Linked DNA regions of Macaca mulatta: region 1 is linked to region 2. A link is a contact called in public Hi-C data. All regions are on one chromosome and are shown on one strand. Each heading gives the region's core, a stretch centred on a gene start, on an enhancer-like site or on the middle of the called end of the contact. The rest is flanking DNA. Distances are from core to core; before and after follow the strand shown.

Region 1 (6,505 bases), core at 2,987-5,486, 51 kb after region 2:
AAGAGTTGAAAGCAGGATCTTAAAGAGCTACACACTTACATTCACTGAAGCATTATTCACAACAGACAAGACAGAAATAATCCAAACATCCATTGACAGATGGATACACAAAATTCAATTTAGAACTGAATGGAATTTTGAATGAAATATTATTCAGTTTTAAAAAGGAAGGAAATTCTGACACATGCTACAACATGGATGAGCCTTAAAGGCATTTGACTAAGTGAAATAAGCCAGTCACAAAAAGACAAATATTGTAGGATTCCACTTACATGAGTTACCTAGAGCTGTCAAATCATACAGACAGAGGGTAGAAGAGCAGGTGCTGAGGGCAGGGGGGTGAGGAGGACTTATTGGGTAAAGAGTTCCAGTTGGGGAACATGAAAAGGTTCTGGAGATGGATGGTGATGGTGGTTGTGAATGCACTTAATGCCACAGAACTGTACGTTTAAAAAGGGTTACGTTGGTAACTTTTGTGTTATGCCTATTTTATCGCAATGTTTAAAATCCTTCAATGGCTAGGCCAGGCAGGTAACAGAAGTAAGTTCTGTTGGTATAGGACTTAAGGAACTCTGTGGGGTGAGGGATGGGGATAAAGAGAGCAGGGCCCACCCACTGTGTCAAATACAAAACGTTTTACAGTTCTGATCACACTCACGCCCTACTCTCTCAACGAAGGAGACAGATCATGCCTTACTAAGATTCTTCCTGCTGAAATGTGCTGGCGGAGCTCCTCCCTTGGGCTCCTGGCTGCTCTGCCATTTCCATAGCACATGACATGTACAGTTCTTCTTCCAGGCCCCTCTCAATCTGGTTAGACTCCAGGAGTAGGGACCAGCCCCCATCCCAGAACCTCCAACACCCAACACAAAACCAGAGCCCAGCAGCTGCTCAGCCAGCACTTGTTGAAGGGGGTCCACTGATGGCTCAGCAGTGTACTGAGGGGGAGAATGGGCAGTAGGAGGAAGATGCAGGCATCACAGATGCCACAGGACTGGGTGATGGCCATGAGCTGAAACAGGTCATCTGGGAAGGGACCGTTTGGCAGGAGGCAGCAGTGATCAGGTTTTCAACATGCTGAGTTTGATATGCCAGTGGGACATCAGTGGGAAACAGGACAGGCCTTATGAGAGGTGACAGGTTTGGGGTTGGTCCAGAAATAGGATGGACTCTATGAGAGGTGACAGGCTTGGGGCTGGGAATGATGCACATTAAGGCAACGTTAGCTGAGATTGGGAGAAGAGACATGGCACTAGGAATGTCCATTCCAAGGTAGCGCCTCTCATACCACAACAGTCTCCCTTCCTTAGTGGACTATAACCCAAAGTTTCAGGTTTCTAAGTAATCATCAAATGTTTAATTAAATTACAGTATTTATAGAGAAAGTTCTGAAACAGTCCAGGGATGAATAGTGGGGACAAAAAGCAATAGTAACACCCTACAACTGTGAATATGTTTAATAAAATCCTTTTCATGTAATCAAGTTTTTTTTTTTTTCTTTTTTGAGACAGAGTCTCACTCTCTCACCTAGGCTGGAGTGAAGTGGCACAATCTTGGCTTACCGCAACCTCCGCCTCCCAGGTTCAAGCAATTCTCCTGCCTCAGCCTCCCAAGTATCTGGGATTACAGGCACACGTCACCACACCTGGCTAATTTTTGTATTTTTAGTACAGACGGTGTTTCACCATGTTGGCCAGGCTGCTCTCAAACTCCTGACCTCAAATGATCTGCCCACCTCGGCCTCCCAAAGTGCTGGAATTACAGGTGTGAGACACCGCACCTGGCCCATAATCAAGTCTTATCATGTCCTTTGTTAGTCTAAGAACCATATTCTACATGATCAGATTCACAGGTGGTATATTAAATCTAGAGGCAAAGTTGCTAGTTATTTATTGTCTACCCATTTAAAATAACCCTTTATGTGCCATGTCCCGTGTCCAGTGCCCCACAAAGCCCACCTCACAGCCCTGGGTTTCCCTAAGACAGCACCAAGGCCCTGGGAATGTGTGTAAACGGACCTGTCTGAGATTGCAGTCAGTGTGTGGTGGAGCACACAAGAGTCCCCAGCTTCAGTCCCCAAATTGAACGTGCTTTATCACTTCACCTTCCCTGTAAGTACAAGACTACTTTAGATATCCAAAAAACACTCACATACATAGACATACCTTACATAGACATAATTACTGAAGTTACACACCAAGTTCAGGAAGACAAAAACAAGAGTCCAATTAGAACACAGTACTGAGAGAGCACAGAACCAGGAACAGCCTTGCTCATGCACAGGGGTGGGAAGAAGAGTTCTTACAATCATGTTCACCATACCCTCTCCCCAAGGAACAGGTCACCTCCATATCCCTGTGGCCCAGATCTTAACACCAATGTCATTCCACTAGATTAAAGTGTTGCCCATGGCTGAGACACCTGCAGGAGGGGCAATGGGGTTTCTGTGGGAACCACTAACACCACAGCGTGAATTTGTTGATCACGTTCTCCCTGACAGACTCACTGAGGAAAACAATGTCATCTCAGTCTGTTCTTTAAAGGAGAGAGAGGGTGGGATGAGGCTGTAAGGAAGGTAGCAGGTGGGGACCAAGGGGAGGCAGGGATAGGAAGTAGGGTGCACACAGGCAAACAGAGAGGTGTGGCTCCTGCCGAGGCCACCCTCCAGGCAGGAGTCAGAGAGGAGAATCTGAGGGTGGAGCAGTGTTGTCGAGGGTGGAGCAGTGTTGTCGGTGGTAGGAGCTGCCCTGTCCCCTGGTTGGCTTTCTAGGAGATGGGGATGGCAAGCCACCTCTTGGAAATACAGGCGCCATCTGATGTGGATTGATGGCTGCCTAATCTGTTGGCCAGTTTCTTCAGGTTTTCAGTTCCTGTACACGGAAGGGCCATGAATGCAAATGCCTGCCATGCACGCTGTATCCAAAAATAAAGCACATTAGAAACTTCCACTCATCCTCCTGGGAGGTTTCAATAGGTTTTTCTCTCCTTGGCAAAAACCGGTGCATGAAAGGCCCGTCAACACCACCTGCTGTTTCCTTTACACAGGAGGCGGTGGGAGGGGAGGCGCTTCCAGATCTCCTGACACAAAGGGCTGCCCATCTCCCTGGTCCTTTACCCGAAGCTTCAGGAGGCAGACACACACGCTAGCCAGTCACTCTCTCCAGGCCAAGGGGAGGGAGACAAAAAGCAATTTCGAGATTGGTACCGTGCTTGCCAGGTCCTTCAAAAATGACTACCCGCCGCCCATGGCTGTTGCACAGCGGGTGGGAGGAAGAGTCCTTGTAATCCACCTCTCCCCAGGAAGATTCCCCCCCGCAGGCTATGGCTGAATTCCCCGCATCCTGTGTGACGTGGGTGTGTGGCTTCGCGCAGGTAAGATTGGAATACAGGTGCCTGGAGGGACACCCAGAGCTGCCCAGGCACTTCCCGGTGGCTGGTTCCTTTGCACTTATAATAAAAACACCCTCCCATCTCTCCTTCCTCTTCCACGCTCTCCTGGCTGTTGAATGTTTTCCACTGAAGGAGTCTAGTCTGTCCACATCAGGGGCTCTCCCTCCCTCGGTCCGGGCATCCGCGGCTCACAGGTCAGCTCGGGCAGAACCGCCCTGACCACCTATGAGCTCCTCGGGACATCACCCCAATGCCGGGGTGAATCGTCCTTACACCCTCAGTCCTGTCCGAGCGGCCTGATCCTACCTGTTTCCCAGAAACTGCTACGCGAGGCTTCCCCGCCGGGCTCATCCAGGAGCGGAGGGGCCTGTTCCTGACGCAGACTGGGGGCGGGTCCGCAAAAGCTGGTTGAATGAATGAACGCAGCAGGGCTGGGGCCCCCTGGGGCTAGAGGCCCCTGCTATTTGGCCCGCCCTGTGGCCCAAAACACTGGACTTGCCCCCCACCGGTCAGCGGAGCCCAGACGTCCAGGGAGCCCTAATGAAGCCTGGACAGGAAGGCAGTAGGAGGTGGGAGCCGGGGTGCGAGTGACCCCGAGGCCGTCCTCCGGAGCGCAGCGCGCCCGCGTGGGGAGGCCCGCCTGCAGTCGGTGATCCCCGGCCGCCCCCGCCAGCGCCCCGGCCCGCCGCTTACCCTGCACCGCGCGCTCGGTCACACCCACGGAGACGAGTGCCCTTTTCCGGGGAGCAGGCGGCAGCCGGTCTTTCGGGCTCTCCAGCCCCGGCCGGCGCCACCCCAACCTCCACCAGCGGGATACGACCTCACGGTTCCCTAGGACCTGGGCTCCGCCCACATACACGTGGCGTCACAGGCTGGGCGGGGCGGGGCGGGCGCACCCAGCCGCGCAGGCGCAAGCGGGACAGGAGGCGGGAGTCACAGGGTCCCTGTTGCGCAGGCCCGGGCTGCGTTGTGGGGGAGGGGCCAGTTGCCCAGGCGCGGGCCGGGGGAACCCAGTTGCGCAGGCGCGGGCCGGGTCGGGGACCCAGCTGCGCAAGCGCGGCGGCCGAATTCTAATTCCGCGGGTGGCGTTGCGGTTTTCTCCAGTCCACAACCGGGCTGGCATCGGCCCAGAGGCAGGGCTCGGCAGTCTGGTTCCCCGAGCGTCTCAGGGCGGGACCTCGCCAGATTCAAGGGGTTTCCTTGGCCGGTTTCCTCACGGCGCGGCAGAGCTGACCCTCGTCGTGCCTGGCAGGGGGCAGCCTCACAGCCTGGACCGGCCTGTGCAATTTCCCCCATCCCTCCACGTCTACATTTTATTTTTTTCTTTTTCTTTTTTTAGGACAATGCATGATGGAAATGCAGCCACATCAGAGCAGGCAGGTTCATGAAATCCACTCCCCCCCTCCCACCCCCCATTTCTTGACCCCATTTTCTTTCTTTTTTTTTTTTTTTAGCAGGGTCTCACCCAGGCTGGAGTGCAGTGGCACGATCTCGGCTCACTGCAACCTCCACCTCCCGGGTTCAAGCGATTCTGTTGCCTCAACTGGGATTACAGGCGTGCGCCACCACGCCCGGCTAATTTTTGTATCTTTAGTAGAGACGAGGTTTCACCCTGTTGGCCAGGCTGGTCTTGAACTCCTGACCTAAAGTGATCCTCCTGCCTCGGCCTCCCAAAGTGCTGGGTCTGCAGGCATGAGCCACCGCACCCGGCCTTTGACCCCATTTTCTAATGTCTTCCTAGAAATCACCAAGGTTGCAACTCCTGACTGTCCTGGCTCGCAGGCCCCGGCTTACTTAGGGGCCCCAGGGTGGGGGCTGCCCACGTGCACACCTATGCTAGGCGCCCTCATTCCCGCAAGAGCCAGAGCCCCTTCCTGGCCCACAGCGTCTGGCCAAGGAGGTGTGGGTGCGCCCTAGCCAGGCCTGGCCCTAGAGGACGGCCCCACCTGCGCACTGGGGCATCTGGGAGAGATATTGGTGGAAGAAGCCCAGGTTCCTGAAGCACCAAGTGGACAAGAGTTTATTTTCAAGATGGGACGCTTTTGAGGGTGAATGAGTGCTAACTGTATGGGATGCCCAGACAGTACATAGACCAGGCCTGTCAGCCGGGCAATGCGGTCCCTGTTGGAAGGTCACCCACAAGCACCTGGTTGGACACTGCCACTGAGATTTGGTTATTACAGAGGTTAGCCTATGCGGGCCCTCACTGATGGACCTTGAAGTTTTTCCCAGTTGCTTGCAGTTAGGAATAATGCGACTGGATCCCATGGACTGTCTTTGTGCATGCATGTGGGTGTATCTGTCAGAAATATTCTTAGAGTTGGAATTGGCTGTACTGGGATATGGCCTTTAAAATAATATATTGGCTAAACATGGCTAAATTGCCCCCCTTAGACACTGTACTAATTTACACTCTGGCAAATAATGTGTAAGACCTTGGGTTTCCATATATCTTCACCAGTGCGGTCTTTCCACACTTTTGGATCTTTCCCCATCCAATAATGACCAAACTGTATCTCACAGTTTTAATTTGCACTTTTCCTAGTATTTTGAGATCCTGTTGTGAAACGGTGATGGCGCTGTTTCTGCCTGCTGCACTCACAATATGTGTTATCACTTCATTTCCTTTCACCATTTTTTACTCTTAGAGTTTCTAGAATTTGTGAAAGTAAAATCTTTTTGCTGGCATGGGCTTTTGTGTGTGTTATACACTGCTTGTAAAGGTCTTGCGCTAGATCTTCCCTTTGTAGATTCTTTCTCAATGTTTAATACTCAGCTCAAATGTTACCTCCTGAGACCATTTTATCTAGAATGCCTCCTCTAGTTATTCTCTATCACCCTTTATGTTATTTCCTTCATAGCACTCATCACACTGTAAGCACCCAACGGCTTCTTCTTGCCTGTCGCCCAGATAGAGCCAATTTTTCAAGACGGGAATTGTGATAAAGAGTTCAGTACACATAGAGCTGGCTAAATAGGAGATCAGAGGCTTCTTATTCCTCAAATCAGGCTCTCCTCAGATTCGGAGTTTAAGGAATTTTTGGGGGGCGGTTGTTTTTGAGACAGTGTCTTGCTTCATTGCTCTGGCTGGAGTGCAGTGGTGCAGTCTAGGCTC
Region 2 (6,575 bases), core at 3,610-6,109:
ACCTGCCCTCTGCATATCTGGCTGTTCCTCAGTTGTATTCTTTATAATTAACTGGCAAACGCAAGCGAAGTGTTTCCCTGAGTTTCCTGAGCCATTCTGGCAAATCATCAAACCTGAGGAGGCTGTTGGTCAGAGGTCAGAAGGGAGGCCCTGACGTGCAACTGACATCTGGGGTGGAGAAGCCTTGTGGGACTGAGCCTCTGGCCTGTGGGATCTCAGGCTACATCCAGGTAGACAGTCTCAGAACAGAACTGAATTGTAGGACGCTCAGTCAGTGTGGGAAACACTACCCCCCACCCCCTAGAGGCACATCCACATTACTCTCTAGGCATAACAGCCCAGCCAAGCTGACACATAAAAACCAGCCACCACAGCCTGCAAGGGCAAAGGCCAGGCAGTCTTCTGCAGAAACTGAAGGCACACACACTGCAGGCTTCTCCATCTGCTAAAATGACAGCTGGGGCCTACCTTCCAAGTGGCTGGCTGGCTGGCTGGCAGCAACACAAAACAGCACCCACCATCAGTTGCTGGCCAGAGAAAATGACTTTGAGCGATCTGCTGTCAGGGAAGCCTGCCCAGGAGATGCAAGCTGAACTTCACACATAAAAGTAGAAACACATCAGAAAAACTGGGAGTGTTAAGATTCCAGAGGCTGGTCCCACAACTGACTAATTAAAACAAATCCCAGAAGTGGGGATCACAGAGCAGCAGGGGCTGCAAAACGCTTCTCTAGATCATCTTTAACTCCTGGGTCCAGCCAAACCAAAAGATTAATCGTATTTCATTGTGTTTATCTTATTAGGAATATTTAGGACAGCAGTGTGGGCCCCAAGGTAGAGCTGCTTTTCCTTAATCTGTGTCGTAGTCATGCCAGGAGCTTATGGGAAGAGTCTCAAAAACTGACTGTTAAATCCACTGCAGGGGTGCTGCAGGTCAGTGGTTCAGCACATTGACAACACTGCTTCACAAAGGCCCACAGAATAAACCATGCACCTGTCCTTTCGGGATGTTATAGAAGGGATCCCATGACTCTCATAACTGGGCATGGGCTGCTTTCATTGCCAGGATCCTGGTCTGCGTTTTGTGTCCTGACTCTCACTGTCCCACCCCAGCCTTCACTTTGAGGCCTTCTAATGTGAACCTTTTGTGCTCCATCTAGCATAAGCATCCTCAAATTCTCTTTGGATGGAGATGGAATGTCAATTCAATATGAAATGGAAACGTTTTAACTCTAACATTTCAGAATGGCAACAGACTTCGGAAACAGATCACCAGCTTGATTCCCCTCATTTTAAAGATGAGAAAACTGAGGCCAAGAACGGCAAATAAATGCACCCAAGCCCACAGTTGCACAGACCGAATGGAAAGGCCAGGATGAAAAGGAGCATGGAATCACGCACACCCTTCCTTCTCCATGCAGTGCAATCCCAGGCTCTGCAGTTTCAGGTTGGACTCTTCTTGCCACCTTGCCACCACTTCAGAGAATCCATTAAACGTCTTCATGACCAACTGCCACCTCTTGCCAAGCACAAAGTTCTCCATGTTAGCCAGATGTTTTCATGTGCTGATTTGCCAAGCATGGCAAAGCTTGACAAATCTTCCTCTGAACACTCCAACTTCTACTCTTTCTGCTATTTACCACAAATAAAGTGCTAAGAGTTGTGCAACAATAGGTTCGGTATAATGCTATTTTACGTATTAAAAACAAGTTTCTGTCAATACAGAAAAAATAATGTAGAACACAAAATATTTATAGCATTTACAAAGTGGGTGATAGAAGTGGGTTACAGGATTACAGTTAATTTTTTTCCTTCTGGCTTATCTATATTTTCTAATTTTTCCTCCACTAATAATTTTTCCTTCAGGACTTGCATAATTTTTTTTTTTTTTTTTTTTGAGACGGAGTCTCCTCGCTCTGTCGCCAGTGCAGTGGCATGTTCTCAGCTCACTGCAAGCTCCGCCTCCCGGGTTCAGGCCATTCTCCTGCCTCAGCCTCCCGAGTAGCTGGGACTACAGGCCCCCGCCATCATGCCGGGCTAATTTTTTGTATTTTTAATAGAGACGGGGTATCACCGTGTTAGCCAGGATGGTCTCGATCTCCTGACCTCGTGATCCGCCCGCCTCGGCCTCCCAAAGTGCTGGGATTACAGGCATGAGCCACCACGCCCAGCCACATAATTTTTAAAAAGACAAAAATAACAAAAAAAGCATTCTATTTAGGAACTCTAGAGTGTCATATTACCAGTCTGCAGTGTGCCGGTGAATATCTGAGGTCATTTCTGGCTGAGGGGGAGGCACAGCACGTGTTTTCTTGGGAGCCCACCTCCTCTCATTGGCTCTGGTGGGACTGGTTGCTGGTCCATCACCAGCAAACATGAAACTTTTCCAGAGAAAGGATGGCAAGTTTATTTTCATCATGAATTAGCCAAAGAAGTACCTAAATCCCAATTTTCCACTTTTACACGTCCTTCCTACTCAGAATAGGCACACAGCTTATTTACAGACTGTGAGGTTTAAGAGAAAAGTTTACAACTTTACAACTTACAGATTGTGGTTTAAGAGAAAGGTTTCCACCAAGAGCCATCACAGTAGACAATCAAAACAGATCTCACAGTGGATCAGAAAACCTGTTTTGTTGCAGGGACTATCTTGTTCATGAAGGTCATTTCCGTAATCCCTGAGCCCATCGCTGGCCTCTCCATGATGTGATTATATATAAATACTCCAATGGGCACCCTAAGGTTCCGAGCTGAGTCCTGGTCCAGCTCCAAGGAAATGCCCTTGAATGTGAAGGCAGAGCTATGTACTTGCCATAAACCACTTAGACAATAAAAATGATGTTGTAGGCTGGGTGTGTTGGCTCACGCCTGTAACCTCAGCACTTTGGGAGGCCGAGGCAAGCGGATCACGAGGTCAAGAGTTAGAGATCAGCCTGGCCAACAAGGTGAAACCCCGTCTCTAATAAGATACAAAAAATTAGCCAGGCATGGTGGTAGGCACCTGTAATCCCAGCTACTCGGGAGGCTGAGGCAGGAGAATTGCTTGAACCTGGGAGGCAGAGGTTGCAGTGAGCCGAGATCGCGCCACTGCACTCCAGCTCTGGGCTATAGGGCAAGACTCCGTCTCAGAATTAAAAAAAAAAAAAAAAAACATTGGTGTTGTGCATCAGAACTGTCCCAACAGCAGGGAATTCTGGGGGAGCCACTGCTTCTTGGCTGCTTTTCCTGGCAAAGTCATCCCAAGCCCTTGTTATAACCTGTTTTGGCCATTTGTTGCCACTTCTATGTTTTGCATACTAAATATGAAGAGCCCCAGTTGGTATTCTAACAAATCTGTCCCTTTTACCCTCTCTATTTCAGAAAAAAAGAATGTCCCAGAAAAAGTTTGGCAAAGCAATCAATCTCTTAGCAATTACTGTATTAAACATATCTTAATGCCCTACAAAAATATTCTAAAATACCATCCATAAAGTAAGTCCTCGGTGCCCAGGTGTATACACTGCAAGTAAAATCTTTGCCAAGTGGCTTCAGGTCTGGAAGTGTGTCTTTTCCTCACCAATTTTCCCTCTACGTTAGTGTAGTAGAAAGACACAATTCTCCATAGTCAAAAGTTAAAAAACAAACAACACAACAAAAAACTGGCAACATGGGGCTGTGCAAGACTACCATGTACCTATCAAACTGAAACCTACCATCCTATCCATTGACTTGCAAAGCTGTTTATCAGGGAAAAAGTTACAAATGTTTACGAATGAAACAGAAAATCTAAAAAACTGTATGTGCATTATACTTTTTAAAAATGTGTACATATGTTTAGGAATACCAAAAAACCGGCAGGAACACAGGCCCGTAGTTAATATGGTTAAGAGTAACGGGGACAATCAGTGACTTCAACTACTCAAACAAATTTTTGCAAGATATAAAAAGTAACAATTACTAAGGCAATCTCTATGAACTTTAACCCAAGTAAATTTCTCCAAGGGAGGTATGGGAACCTCTAAGACAGAGCCTTCTTCAAGGGCTCCATCTCCAGCTCTGAGCTTCGTACCCCTCCTGCGTGAAGCAGGCATCTTCAGCGATTTTCTTCTAAGCAGCGCACACACACAAAAGTCTCACAATTCCCTGCAGATTACCGAGCTCACCCCCTTCCAACCTACAAGGCTGCCCAGGCCGGGTTCCAGTCCCATCTTCTCCTACAGGCTGCTGCAGGAAAACAAAAGGTGGCTGGAGGCAGGGGCGGGGAGCACGGGCTCTGCAGCCAGCGCGGAAGCGCACCGCCAGAAAGAGACCGGGAACATCCGCCAGGCTCCCGGGCTCAGCATCATATGCGGGGGACGGCGCGGGCTCTTAGTGGAGGGGACCTGTGGCCGCGGCCCTGCGCAGGGGAAGCCCGGCCCCCGCCGACCGCGGCTTCCAGGCGACTCCCCAGTCGGCTGTGCCTGGCCGCCGGCCGGAGACGAGCGCGGGTAACGCCCAGGGGGCCGCCCCGCAGAGAGATCTCCGCCGGCGCGGCTCCGGGACTGGCGCCCTTTCAGCGGGCCCGGGCGCAGAGGGCGGGGCAGCTCCTCACCTTGGGGTCGCGCTCGTAGTAGTGCTGCTGCGTGCGGATCCAGCGGCCCACCAGGTGGTCGCGCACCGTGTGCGCCAGCGCAAAGAAGTAGTCGCGGGGCGTAGCCACATTGCGGTCCTTGACCAGCGTGAAGTGCAAATGCCGGTTGAAGCTCTTCCGCACCTCGGCCACGTCGCCCAGCCCCGCCAGGCCGCGCACGCTGATCTGCTTCCGCTTCTCGCTGTCCGTCAGCGGCTTCGCCATCGCGCCGGCCGAGGCGGAGGAAAAGAGATGGAGAAGGAAAGCGGCGGGACACTAGAGCGCCTGGATGGTGCAGCTGCTCTGGCGCCCGGCACTGCGGCTCTGCGGTCGGGACGGGCCGCGCCTGCGCGCTGCGCCGGGACGGGGCCTCGGGAGGCGGGGCGGGGCCTCGGGAGGCGGGGCGGGGCCTCGGGAGGCGGGGCGGGGCCTCGGGGAGGCGGGGCGGGCGTCCAGGCTCACAGCTGAGAGCGCTGATGTGGTCCGAGGCAGCAAGGACCTGTCCACAACATTTGAGATTGGGGTTTGCCCCCTCGTTGGGGAAGCCCGGCAGAAAGTGGGAGCGACTGGAGGGGGCAAGAGACCCGGGGCCTTGAAGCGTGCGGTCCTGGCAGCTCCTGCCAGCCCGGGGGCGGTGCGGGAGGGGGCCCTGCCCTCGGGCCCTGGGGGTTCCTGGGGCCGGTCCCCACGCCCTACACCGGGTCACCAGGTGCCTCGCGGGAGTGCGCTGGGCCCGGGCTGTGGCCGAGGCCTGGTAAACTTTCGGGGAAACTGATTACAGCTTGAAAGGCATCCACCAACGCCTGCTAGGCCCGGTCTTCTGTGTCGGGGGCAGGGCGGCTCTGAAAATACCAGCTATTTGCTTGCCACTCCAGGCCGATGGCAGACGTGGAGAAAACGAACTGCCAGAGAACGGGAGACGCCCATTCCCGAGGGCGCGAGGCAGCCACAGCCAAGTGCCACCATGACCCCGCCTCGGATGGACCGCAGCCCCCCAGCCCTCCGAGAAACCCTGCTCCCGAAACCACCCGGCAGACGCTGTCCGCTTTGAGATTACAGCAGGGAGAAGGACACATGCCTGTCTGGCCGGGGAGCTCAGCCACTAACGAAGATTTAGCCTCCGCCATCCCAACCCAGGCTGCAGCTCCAGATAGGGGGCGTCTGCACATAGCTTCCCACACTTGGTCCCCGCGGAACACAGTCCTGCTGGCCTCAGCCTATGGGAACCCTGCTTCATGTAAAGGTCACCTAAACTCTGCCTTCCCCCATTCCCATAAGAACTCTGCCTTTCCCTTCGTTCTTGGGAGGCTCTCCCTCATTACAGTGGGTCAGTACACCCGATTTTGTGGGACTACAGGTTTGCTCCTGGTGGTCTTGGGCTGAAGGGGCTGCGAAGGTTACTGAATTTCATGGAGGTAAAAATTGCCCGCGGGAGATGTCATAAAAGTCCAGGTGCAGTAGGTTTCTTGGTGTGATGCTTCAAAGTTATCTTCTTACCTGGAGCCCCTTCCAGCTGCAGACTTCAGAGGTCGGAGGTTAATCAATCTGGAATGACCCCACAGCCCACCCAGCTCCAGCTTGGGATTCACTCCTGCACTATATCCTAGGGATTCTGGAGCCAACAAGATCGAACTTCGGGCACAGATGGCAGGGCTGTGGGGTCGAGCTTGGCTGCAAGCTCCAAACACTGATGCAATCTCTCTGAGGGTGATCTGGCAATTCAGAAGTCAAAAAAACGATAGTGCCCCATGACCACTTCTACCACTCTGGGGAATAGAGTTCAAGCAAAGCTTCAAAAGACAAAAAGCAAGCTATGCAAATATGTTTTCTGCTGTGGTGTGGTAAAGGTTAATCCCCCAGCTGTGGTGCACACCTGGCAAAGAATGGAGGAGCTGACACTTATTGATCATTACTTGCAGTGTACGTATATTAACTCCTGATCTCTGCAAACAGCCTGCTATTACTCCTGCTTGACAATGGAGAAGGTG

Evidence for each region. A called contact is a pair of places that touch in the nucleus more often than the background predicts.
Region 1: a contact with region 2 is called in a Hi-C map of cortical neurons, with 2.6 times the contacts expected there. The contact joins the promoter of ENTPD6 here to the promoter of PYGB in region 2. A contact is called at or near these places in 3 of 14 Hi-C or Micro-C datasets (blood, cortical neurons and liver).

What each region holds. Positions count from the first base shown.
Region 1 is chr10:58,950,798-58,957,302 of T2T-MMU8v2.0, forward strand. ENTPD6 (ectonucleoside triphosphate diphosphohydrolase 6) reads right to left here and starts at 4,237. Exons shown (of 16, transcript XM_077951089.1): 1 at 4,084-4,237; 2 at 3,697-3,794; 3 at 2,019-2,109.
Region 2 is chr10:58,899,165-58,905,739 of T2T-MMU8v2.0, forward strand. It overlaps PYGB (glycogen phosphorylase B), which reads right to left and starts at 4,860. Exons shown (of 20, transcript NM_001266864.1): 1 at 4,570-4,860. The coding sequence starts at 4,812.